2 separate regions of the Sus scrofa genome follow, and region 1 is linked to region 2. A link is a contact called in public HiChIP or PLAC-seq data. All regions are on one chromosome and are shown on one strand. Each heading gives the region's core, a stretch centred on a gene start, on an enhancer-like site or on the middle of the called end of the contact. The rest is flanking DNA. Distances are from core to core; before and after follow the strand shown.

Region 1 (3,231 bases), core at 598-3,097, 49 kb after region 2:
CCCCCCCCAGAGGCGGGAGGACGCAGCCCACGCCCACCAGCGAGCGGGTTCTGTGACCCTGCAGGAGCCCGAGGCACCTGTGTCCATGGCGGCTGGACTTGAGCCCAGGTTCGTCCTTGACCGTTGCACTGAAGAGTGGGGGGAGAGGAAGCCCGGAAGGGAGAGAGATGTTGATTCGTCCAGATCCTCGAGGCGACAGGGGGGCAGCGCTGGGGTGGCCTGGCTGGCGGGTACAGGGGCACTGACCGACCCAGAGCAGCTCGGCCGGAACGCCGCCTCGCTCCCTCCTCTCCCTGCGCTCGCCGGGCGAACCCGGCGGCCGCAAGAGGGCGCAGCTGCACCCCTCTGGGCAGTGCCTTTGCTCCCCCTGCTCTGTCCCTCAGGGCCTCGCCAGCCCCGCCTGCCTGGGCTCACCTTGGGTTCAGTGCCCTGCTCCGCGCCCTCCCTCGCCTTGGCGGGATCGCTGAGCACCAGCTTCCTCACCCGGCTCCAGCCTTGGGCGTCCACCCTACGTGGACAAACCTGAGACCCAGCTTCCATCGGCTTATCCCTCCCGGCCTCCGCCAAAGTGAAACCTAGTCGGAGAGGCTGTGCTGAACCCCCGGTCCCAGCTCCCCTCCAGTCCATCACCGTCCCTCCCACTTGTAAACCCGTCCGCCCCAGCTCCCTCTCGATGCCTCTGCAGACAGCATCTAGGTTTTCCTTCTGCTCCACCCAGGCCACCTCCTGGTCTTCTTGTCATGAACCCCCTGAGCCAAGGCCTTCTGATGGGGGACCCTTCTTCCAGGTCCCCGGGGGGCCATCTTCCAGCTCCCTGCTCTTGCTGCAACTGACCACAAAGGGATCCTTTCAAAACATCATGGCAAAGACAAAACCATGGCGACAGTAAAAAAAATCAGGGGTTTGGTGGGGTGGGGGGAGCATGAATATCCTTTTTAGCCAGAGCATGTGGGAGTTCCTGAGCCAGGGCTTGAACCTGCGCTACTGCAGTAACCAGAGCCACAGCAGTGACAACATGGGATCCTTAACCTGCTGAGCCACAAGGGAACTCTGAGCATAGGGTTTTTAGGTCCAAGAAAACACTGTATGATCTTGGTGGTAGATCATGTGTCTTTCCAAACCCCAAAATGTATAGCACCAGGTGAACCTTAATGTAAACTGTGGATTTGGGGTGACTAAGATGTCGGCGTAGGTTTATCAGTTGTAAGAAGCATCCCGCTCTGGGCTGTTGATCACGGGGGAGACTGTGCTTGTGGAGAGGAGGCCGGTGGCGGGGGCGGGGAGCTTCTGTACCTCCTCAGTTTTGCTGTGAACCCAAAACCACTCTAAAAAAAAAAAAAAAATTGAATCTTGGAGTTCTCACTGTGGCGCAGTGGGTTAAGAACCTGACTTTAGCATCTCGGGCTGCTGTGGATATGCGGGTTCAATCCCTGGCCCGGCACAGTGGGTTAAAGGATCTCGTGTGGGAGTTCCTGTTATGGCTCAGCGGAAACGAATCTGACTAGTATCCATGAGGACGCAAGTTCGATCCCTGGCCTCGCTCAGTGGGTTAAGGATCCAGCATTGCTGTGAGCTGTGGTGTAGGCCAGCGGCTGTAGCTCCAATTTGACCCCTAGCTTGGGAACTTCCACATGCCACCAATGCAGCCCTAAAAAGACAAAAAAAAATTAAATAAATAAAATAAAGGATTTCGTGTTGCCGTAGCTATGCAGAGGTCCCAGCTGCAGCTTAGATTCAATCTCTAGCTGAGGAAATTATGGCAAAGTAATAACATAATAATTGTAACAATAATGTCTTAAAAACACACAAACAGGAGTTCCCGCCGTGGCGCAGTGGTTAACGAATCTGACTAGGAACCATGAGGTTGCGGGTTCGATCCCTGGCCTTGCTCAGTGGGTTAACGATCTGGTGTTGCCGTGAGCTGTGGTGTGGGTCGCAGACGCGGCTCAGATCCCGAGTTGCTGTGGCTCTGGCGTAGGCCGGTGGCTACAGCTACAATTCGACCCCTAGCCTGGGAACCTGCATATGCCGCGGGAGCGGCCCTAGAAAAGGCTAAAAGACAAAAAACAAAACCCACACACAAACAAAAAAGCTGTGGTACTTCCTGCTCTGTGTGGATCTCTGAAAGGACTCCCCGTTTCGCCCCAAGTCAGGCTCCCTTCTCACGTGGCCCCAAGGCACCAGGTGACCTCCCTTCCCTCGACTCGCGCCCTCTTCCGCCCCAGGCCCGTGGCTCCTGTCCGCGGCCTGGTTGTCACACGTTCATTTCTATGTGAGGAGTGCGTGCAGGGGGGAGGCTGTCCTTGCCCCGCTCCTGCTCCCATGGTGTCTCTCAGAGTGCAGCAGGGGGACCAGGTACTGCCGAACCAAATGTGGGGCCCTGGCCTCCGGGAGGTGCAGAGAAACAGAATGTGGGCCCACAGAGTCCCACCAGGTTCTCCTCCAGCCTTGCGCTTCTCCGTCAGCTGTCTTTAGGACGCCTTGTTCTCCCCGTCTCCATCCTCTTGTCCCACTCCCAGGCCCCAGGTTGTTCTGAGCCCCCAAAGACTTGAGGGTGGGATTCCAGTGCAGGCACATGAGTTCATACTAGGCTGTGAGTGACTAATAGGCTTACATAGTTGATGTGTGCCAAGGAGAGGGGCCTATTTAGCCTGGAGCCTAGTCCCGAATGGCACCTTGCAAGCTCCCTAGCTGCTTGAATGTGGCCACAGCTCCAGGCCCAGGCCCACGTCCCCCAACCTTGACACTGAGTGTCCTTCTACAGGAGGTCAGCTGGACAGGGACTGAGCTACAATTTCACCCACTTGGATCGATACCTGGACCTTCTCAGGGAGAACCAGCTCCTCCCAGGTGAACCACTGACCCCACCGTCTCCCACTGGCCTGGCCTTTCCGGGTCCTCCTGGTTGCCCAGTCAGGTCCTGCCTCGGTGCTGGCCTGGGGGAGCCAGGCAGGTGAGCAGTGGGACAGCCACCTTCGTGTGCTGCAGGCTTTGAGCTGATGGGCAGCCCCTCTGGACACTTCACGGACTTTGAGGACAAGCAGCAGGTGTTCGAGTGGAGGAACCTGGTCTCGCTCCTGGCTAGGAGATACGTTGGTGGGTGGGGCCCATGCCCTTTGGGGATGGGGGCGCTTCTGGGCAGGCTTTCCTTCTGCACCACCCAGGCCATCTCCCGGTCTTCTTGTCATGAGCCCCCTGAGCCAAGGCCTTCTGATGGGGGCGGGGGGGGAG
Region 2 (2,932 bases), core at 30-2,529:
CTCTGAAGAAGAGCCTGAGATCTTCTCACCAAATCACCCTCCAAATTCCTCTCTTCCTGACAGTGGAGCCAATGTGTGTGAGGATGCTAAGGGCAGAACACGCCTCAGGCCTTTGGAAACAGCCAGCCATTGTTCCACCTGAAATTGAGCACAAATGGCAGCAGGAATGTCCGCAGTGACTGGCTGAAGCTACAGCTCCGAGGGAAACCACAGCCATGTGCAGCTGTCCATGCAGCCACTCCCTCACGCAGGCTAAAGCAAGGAACACAGCCCCAAAGCCAACCGTGCCACGGCTAGGGGAAGCTCACACGCCCGCGTGATCCCCACTGGACAAAACAGAAAAACGCAGACAAGGAAACAGGACCGCGCCAACACTGGTGGGAAATTCTGTGTGAGGAAGGGAGGCGGGGTGCAGGAAGCAAGAAACAGCGTGCAGCAACACAGCCGACCACAGACTGACCAGCCCCGCGGCGAGGTTCTGTACGGATCCCAACTGCCGGGTCAGCTCGGGCCCAGAGAGGACCGGGGCAGAAGACGCTCCTATGGTAAGAGGGGGAACCCCGGCTACAGGACGCGGCGCTGTCTGTCCCAACACCCTCGCCTAAGGTCCCGAAACCTGAGAGGACCAGCCCCACGTCCACTGTCCCACCGCGGCCCTCGACGACTTATAACCCACCCCCCGGCCCCAGCGCGTGCCTCGGGACTCCAGCCTTTAGTCTTGCGGGTCCCCCTGCCTCCTTTCCGCTAAGGCCCCGCGCGCCAACCCCCGCCGGCCCACCACTCCTTCCCAGCGACACAGCCTCTCCTCCAGCCTCAGGTGAGCCTACACCTGCCGCCACGACCACCTTGCCCCAGCCTGACCCCAGCCTCCGACACGGAAGTGCCCGACCCCACACGGGCCTCCCCCTCGGCAGTCGCCTTCCGGCCAGCCGTGACCCTCCCCCTGCCCGCCTGGTCCTGCCCCGCGCCCCGGGCCGCGCGCCCCCGGCCCCCGCCTCACCCTCCGCCAGGACCCGCCGCACTCGCAGCCGCAGCTCGCCCATTTCCACCGTCTGCCCCACGAAGTCAGTCTGGTCGCGGCCGGCAGCACCCCCCAGGGAGCCCGGGCCCGCCAGGAAGTCGAGCGCAGACTGCAGCAGCGACATGGCTGCGGCCCGCGGCGGGCGCCGGACCGAGGGCTCAGCGTACAGCCGCGTCCGGGTCCACTCGGCAACCGCCGGCCGCGACCGCACCGCTTCCGCCCGACGCCTCCACGCAGGCGCGGGGGCGCGTCGCTGGCCGGAAGAGCGCCGGGCGTCACTTCCGCCGCGCCGGGCGGCTGCGAGTGCGCGGAGCTGGGCGTGGACGCGAGGGTGGGCCGGGTAACGGGCTTCTGGCGCCGAGCTCGAGGAGGGAGCCCGGCGCCCAACCGTTTGCACGCGGCGGTTTCCGCGGAGGCTGGTGTCCAGGGGCTCCCGGTGCCCGGCCGCGCAGAGCCGGTCTGTGTAAGCCGAGCGCCGGGGGGCCCGCGGCGTCCGTCTATTTATTGAGTTGGTTGCCTATAAAAGACCGAAAAGCATCATTTTAAAAGCTCAGTTTTGACGCTTCTGTGGAAAAATCATTTCTGGCAGCACTGGATCCAGAATCCCGTGTGTGACCCATCACCTAGAGCTTCCCCCCCCCCCAGGTAAGACGCTGCCACTTGCCTGACCCCCTTGGCGCGTTTGGCAGCCGGCCGCTTTCGGTAGGTTCTTGTCTGGCGTGTTCACCTCCAAACGGAGAAATGGAGCCACCGCCCCCGGTAGCATCTTAACCCTCCTAGAATTTCAAGCTATTAAAAGTCTCTTTCCGGGAGTTCCCGTCGTGGCGCAGTGGTTAACGAATCCGACTAGGAACCATAAGGTTGCGGGTTCGGTCCCTGCCCTTGCTCAGTGGGTTAAGGATCCGGCATTGCCCTGAGCTGTGGTGTGGGTTGCAGACGCGGCTCGGATCCCGTGTTGCTGTGGCTCTGGCGTAGGCCGGTGGCTACAGCTCCGATTGGACCCCTAGCCTGGGAACCTCCATATGCCGTGGGAGCGGCCCAAGAAATGGCAAAAAGACAAAAAAAAAAAAAAGTCTCTTTCTGGACAGGCTAGCACGTGTTATCACTATAGTAAAGAAGCTCAGTTCATACAATGCTTTACTGCTTACAACATCCTTTTAGAAGCGTTCCTATTAATTATCCCTTTGGGGTGAGAAAACATGCCCAGCAGTGCCATTACTTAGCCAGGGGGCCAGGGTCAACAAGTGATACCGAGTCACATGGCTCTTCCAGCCGCTGCGTTTGTCTGGTAAATGGAACACATCGGAGGCTTGGGAAAAAGTCCGGGCTGTTTTTGGGTGTCTCCTAGCATAGAGGTGGCAGTTGTCTGGAGGAGAGCACCAATGGGACAATGTCGCTTTTAGACTGAAAGTACACTCTTTAGAGAGGAGCAGCAACTAGGGAAGCAAGAAGGAAACTAAAAGCATTATGTCAAATGACTTTGCCATTTAAAAGGAAGGAGACAAAAGAAAAAGAGGAACCTCCACTTACAGCTTCCAGGAGTAAATGATGTACCTGGGATTTAGCAGCAGTGATATCAGCATCTTGCCCAGAACAATATTGTTTCCGTGGAGCAGTGGGTGGAAACTAGGTACCCAAAGAGAAGGAAAAAAAAATGAAGAGGGAGAGACAGTAAGGGGAGGTAACTCAGGAAGTTTGGTTGCGGAGACTACGGTACCGAGGGGGTGCTGAGATGTTTAAGATGGGAGATTCCTGAGCATCCTACAGCTGATGGAAGGAAACCAGGATGTGTTTGCTGGGACAGAAGAGTCAGGTGTAAAGTGCCTTCCCTCCTAGAAGGTAGGAGGGAATGATATCCAGAGCACAGGGAAGTGTTCACTTTGGACAAGGGAAAATCACTGTTCGTCGCAA

What was found. HiChIP or PLAC-seq counts read pairs in DNA pulled down with a chosen protein or histone mark.
Region 1: a contact with region 2 is called in an H3K27ac HiChIP or PLAC-seq map of alveolar macrophages. The contact joins the promoter of SLC26A1 here to the promoter of GAK in region 2. A contact is called at or near these places in 3 of 47 Hi-C or Micro-C datasets (embryonic fibroblasts and liver) and 1 of 2 datasets of contacts at active chromatin or transcription factors (alveolar macrophages).

The regions. Positions count from the first base shown.
Region 1 is chr8:344,108-347,338 of Sscrofa11.1, forward strand. It overlaps SLC26A1 (sulfate anion transporter 1), which reads right to left and starts at 1,848. Exons shown (of 3, transcript XM_021100851.1): 1 at 1-1,848. IDUA (alpha-L-iduronidase) reads left to right here. Exons shown (of 14, transcript XM_021100852.1): 3 at 2,765-2,850; 4 at 2,989-3,096.
Region 2 is chr8:295,710-298,641 of Sscrofa11.1, forward strand. It overlaps GAK (cyclin-G-associated kinase), which reads right to left and starts at 1,280. Exons shown (of 28, transcript XM_021100831.1): 1 at 1,001-1,280. The coding sequence starts at 1,145. TMEM175 (endosomal/lysomomal potassium channel TMEM175) reads left to right here. Exons shown (of 11, transcript XM_021100844.1): 1 at 1-545.